Linked DNA regions of Zea mays: region 2 is linked to region 1. Evidence: chromatin contacts called from public Hi-C data. All regions are on one chromosome and are shown on one strand. The core of a region is the stretch at or near the end of the contact, and the rest is flanking DNA. Distances in the headings are between cores, read along the strand shown. Region 1 holds the start of LOC100191969. Region 2 holds the start of LOC100382310.

Evidence for each region. Hi-C and Micro-C count contacts between places; a contact is called where the count stands out from the background.
Region 2: a Hi-C map of tassel shows a contact between it and region 1, with 2.4 times the contacts expected there. The contact joins the promoter of LOC100382310 here to the promoter of LOC100191969 in region 1. A contact is called at or near these places in 2 of 25 Hi-C or Micro-C datasets (ear and tassel).

The regions. Positions count from the first base shown.
Region 1 is chr10:10,753,361-10,756,060 of Zm-B73-REFERENCE-NAM-5.0, reverse strand. It overlaps LOC100191969, which reads left to right and starts at 1,369. Exons shown (of 5, transcript NM_001137393.1): 1 at 1,369-1,783; 2 at 2,514-2,700. The coding sequence starts at 1,388.
Region 2 is chr10:11,068,067-11,070,766 of Zm-B73-REFERENCE-NAM-5.0, reverse strand. It overlaps LOC100382310, which reads left to right and starts at 1,399. Exons shown (of 3, transcript NM_001175059.1): 1 at 1,399-1,956; 2 at 2,046-2,188; 3 at 2,313-2,700. The coding sequence starts at 1,524.

The DNA of each region.
Region 1 (2,700 bases), core at 120-2,619:
AGAATATTTAGGAGATGAAATGTTGATAATGTGACGCAAAAAATGACATAGGAAAAATTTAGGAAAACCACTGTGAATAGTATTAGATTGAATGCGGTTGGTGGGTTTGGATGCTCTAATAGACCTGATTTTTTATACAAATAAAACAGGAAAATACTAGTTGGATTTTCTTATATAAAGGGTAGTTTGCAAACTTAAATCTTTCTTAAGATTCCAAGGGAAAATTAAGTTAATTTTTCCCAGCCCCAAAAATCCGGGAGAGAATTTCAGTTTTCAAAATAGTTGAAAATAGCCCCAAATACGGAATTCAAAAATACGATTGGAAAAATGTTTCAGCCGTTTTCGTTCCCACCACTTTTTTTAGAAATTTTTTTGTTCCTGTATTTTTTTTGTATTCAGCAGTTCATTTATATGGTCAATTAAAATATTATTTTGTATAATAAACTATATTATTTATAAAACTGTTTTGTATTTAAAACTGTATTTAAATATAGAGTGTAACATCGGTCAATACCGGATTTTCCGATGCCGTTTCCATCCCAAGGTGTACGGCAGATTCCCCGCGCACCGCGCACGCCACGGCCGAACCCGACTGGCGACGCGTCGCCCGTTGTTCGGTGGAGTGAGCCGGGGCCCGTGCTTGCCGTCCCGTGAGGCCCCTGCCCCTGCCCGTGACCGCCCCGCACCCCCCACAGCCGGGGGTCGCCGGTTTCCGCGACTCCAAATCCGCGTGCGCCGCCCGCCCTCTAAATCTGCCTCGCCGGCAGCCGGGCGGGGGCCACCACGTCACACCCAGCCTCTCCTCTCCGCCCGCGGCCCGCCCGCTTCTTCTTCCTCGCCATCCCTTCTTCTAGCGCGGAGGCGCAGATCCATCGGGCTTCGGGGGCTCGGTTCCATCCCTCTGCCAGCTGGTAAGGCCGCCCTGGCTGGGACTTCTCTCTGGTTGTATTGCTGCTACTACAAGCACTCGGGGTACTCAGATCTGTTTTCCGATCCCGGTCGCTTCACCTCGTCGCGCTTCCTGTCGTCTGCTGCGTGTTGTCGCAGTAATGCCAGACTGTTCTCACCAAAATCGCTCGGATCTCATGCTTACTAAGTTGTCTGGTCGTTTGCGTCCCTGTGCTCAGGCAGCTCCTCAGCTGCAGAGGTTGTGACGGTCGGACAAGGTTGCTGAATGCACTTCCTTTCTGTGCCAGGGATTGGATTGGAGCATCTTCCCAGCACCACCCACGCGGAAGCCATGACCATTCAGTTGCTCCGCTGACGACTCCTCTGACGACAGCACGGCTGCGCTGACCTGCAGGCCTCTCGCCCACGCTGCCCTGACAGGGTAAAGTCAGGGGGTGGCGTGTGTGGGTGGGGGGGGGGGACAATCAGGTGAATAATCATGGACAGAAGAGCTGGGGCGATCCTAGTGTTCCTGCTCGTCGTCCTGGTCTGGGATGTGGCGGCGGTCGCCGAGACCGAGCCTGGCAGCGTGCGGCTAGTACAGGAGGCGCCACATAGGAAGGTGGTGGAGGATGGGGCCAAGGCGGGGAGGGTGCCGGTGTCGACCGTCGCGTGGTCCACGCTTGCCATGGCCGCGGCGACGGGGTTGGGAGCGGTGCCCTTCTTTTTCATGGAGCTCGAAGCGCAGTGGGCTGGCCTTTGCAATGGGCTGGCGGCCGGGGTGATGCTGGCCGCCAGCTTTGACCTTGTGCAGGAAGGGCAGGTGTATGGCAGTGGGAGCTGGGTTGTGTTCGGAATTCTGAGTGGAGGTATATTTATTTGGCTTTGTAAGAAGGTGCGTAACAATTCTTCTTCATTTTTCTTTGATACTATTACTGACCATTCATATCAAGGAGTTTCATCATCTTGCAAATATCAAGCCACATTTCAGTGGATTTATACCCGAAGGAACTATTCGTGAATGTCATACAAGTTTGTTCAATAGTAGGATTTTGTATGGGGACCAATGCTATAATCATCTGATACACTTCCCAGTGATAAACAAAATCAAGGTTGCTAAACACTAGCTATCTTAGACCTTGTGAAAGGCCTATTCCTATATGTCTAGATATGTTAGCAGTTGCTAAACAAAACATATCATTGACATTTAAAAGGGCGCTAATGTCAAAATATTTGTCAGCATAGTGGTGCTAGCAATCATATAAAACCCACTTATATGGTCTTTCACCCAAAGATTTTTGTAGTTGTCAGAGTTGATGACAGTCACAGTTTTAGCAACCGCAAAACTTAAATGGGCATATTTGAGCACACTGCTCACATAATGTATGTGCACACACACTTCCCTCATATGTATGCTTACAACTTTACAAGGTAGTGTGCAGGATGCCTAAATAAAACTTAAAGTACATATTTCACTTTACACTTACATTTTAAGTGCGTTCATCATCATATCAAATTTAGCTGGTACTTATGTTTTCAGATTAATTGGGATAACCTGTTCTTCATTATTTTTTTATATTTATTTATCTTTCATAACATAACTTATATTATTTCCCTGTCTGCAGTTTCTTGAGCAATATGGAGAAGTAAGCATGTTAGATATAAAAGGGGCAGATGCAAGTAAAGTTATTCTTGTTGTTGGAATAATGACTCTTCATTCTTTTGGAGAAGGCTCTGGTGTGGGTGTTTCCTTTGCTGGCTCAAAAGGGTTCTCTCAGGGTCTTCTAGTTACTATAGCTATAGCAGTGCACA
Region 2 (2,700 bases), core at 150-2,649, 310 kb before region 1:
GACGCTCACGAGAGTTTGTCCGTCTCCGGGCATCTTTTAATTTCGTTATCTAGCACGCCGCGGTCGCACCATTCCGGCGAGAGTCTTCAGTAGACCGCGGTCGTCAGGCCGCCCGCAGGCCGCAGCAGAAATGACGTCTGCGAATAAACAAGTCATTTCTATTTGTTTGGCTGCTATGTAGATGGACAAGTGAGCCGCTTGAGGGGAGTATTTGGTTGTTAAATTTTGGTATATGTCATATCAAATATTTAAATAATAATTACGTATATTAAATATATTCTAGTTATAAAAATAATTATACAGATAAATAAAAGACTAGACAAATTTATTAAATCTATATCTAATACTCATAATTGATATTCAAATATCTGATGTGACATGAATTAAATTTTAGTCGGAAGAGTCAAACATTCTTTAAATGGACCAACACTAGGTATGACATGACTCATATTGCTCTAGCACGGTACGCCACGATTGTGTCTGAGCCTATACGACACGGGGTCTAGTGTCAGTGACTAAGCTGTTATCTCGGTAGGGTGTACGGGCACGACAGTAAGTGGTCGGCATGATGAGGTATGGTTTGGCCAACTCAAGATCAGTAATGTGATTGTTATGTGCACTTGTGATGTGAATTGTTATGGTTTCAAATATGATAAAAAAATCCGGTCTATATTGGTATGAATACTCATGTTTTGAAATCCTATTTGTAATCATAAAAATGTTATAGATATTTTAAAATAGTGTCTGAACTAGTATAGAGACTACTAGATGCTAGTGACATAAAGTACTAACACAACAATACGATTAGATATATAGTGTCGTGCTTGTGCCGATGACTAAACATATTTACAAGCACGGCAAGATTAATAAACATGGCTAATAATATCTTTAATATGTTGCCTGCGGCGGTATGGCTATCTATAGGCTGCTCTGTTCGAATCAAAACATAGCTGACAGCCAAAAAAAAAGAACAGATACGTATAGCTGCTAGCCGCGCGCTGACCGACCGAGCATCACACGCGCCTGCCTGCGGGCGGCGCTGTGGCCATGACGACTCCGCCGGTCCGCCCCTGCCCCCGCTCACGGATGCTCCTCTGGACGCTATATATAAGCCACCTCACTCCCCCCTCTGCCATCACACACCACCGCCGCTCACCAACAACCGAGCAGGAGCAGCCTACCCCATCCACCCACCCCATCCTCTGCGCTGCACGGCTGCTGCTGGTGCTGGTCCGGCCGGTCCGGTCCGGTCTCCTCTGTTCCAGCGAGCTCCCTCCGATCCATCGGGTAGGACACTCCCCATGGCGTCGCACAACGGCACCAAGCACCTGGCGCCGATGGAGGTGTCGGTGGAGGCCGGGAACGGCGGCGGCGCCGAGTGGCTGGACGACGACGGGCGGCCGCGGCGCACGGGCACGTTCTGGACGGCCAGCGCGCACATCATCACGGCCGTCATCGGCTCGGGAGTCCTGTCCCTGGCCTGGGCCATCGCGCAGCTGGGGTGGGTGGCCGGCCCCGCCGCCATGCTGCTCTTCGCCTTCGTCACCTACTACACCGCCACGCTGCTCGCCGAGTGCTACCGCACGGGGGACCCGGACACGGGCAAGCGCAACTACACGTACATGGACGCCGTGCGCTCCAACCTCGGCGGCGCCAAGGTCGCCTTCTGCGGCGCCATCCAGTACGCCAACCTCGTCGGCGTCGCCATCGGCTACACCATCGCCTCCTCCATCAGCATGCAGGCCGTCAGCAGGGCCGGGTGCTTCCACAAGCGTGGGCACGCCGTCCCCTGCAAGAGCTCCAGCAACCCCTACATGATCCTCTTCGGCGCCGTCCAGATCCTCTTCTCCCAGATACCGGACTTCGACCAGATTTGGTGGCTCTCCATCGTCGCCGCAGTCATGTCCTTCACCTACTCCGCCATCGGCTTGTCCCTCGGCATCGCACAGACTGTTGGTACGCCGTCCTTGCCGATATATGTGTTCATTCTGATTCTCTGGTTCCCCTCTTATATGTGTTGATGGTTTTTTGTGGATTCCATCCAGCAAACGGTGGGTTCAAGGGAAGCCTCACCGGCATCAGCATCGGCGCCGACGTCACCTCCACGCAGAAAGTGTGGCACAGCCTGCAGGCCTTCGGCGACATCGCGTTCGCCTACTCCTTCTCCAACATCCTCATCGAGATCCAAGTAATTAAGCAGCAAGCAATACCACCAGTCCCTTTTCGATTCTGTTAATCTGTGTATTCTATTCTTCTTCTGAATTGAATTCCCCTGTTTCCTAACCGATATGATGCTCTGGATCTTTGCTCAGGACACGATCAAGGCGCCGCCGCCGTCGGAGTCGAAGGTGATGCAGAAGGCGACGCGGCTGAGCGTGGCGACGACGACCATCTTCTACATGCTGTGCGGGTGCATGGGGTACGCGGCGTTCGGCGACAAGGCGCCGGACAACCTGCTGACGGGGTTCGGCTTCTTCGAGCCATTCTGGCTGATCGACGTGGCCAACGTGGCCATCGTGGTGCACCTGGTGGGCGCGTACCAGGTGTTCTGCCAGCCCATCTTCGCCTTCGTGGAGCGCCGCGCCGCCGCGGCCTGGCCCGACAGCGCCTTCGTCTCGCGGGAGCTCCGCGTGGGGCCCCTCGCCCTCAGCGTGTTCCGCCTCACGTGGCGGTCGGCGTTCGTGTGCGTCACCACCGTCG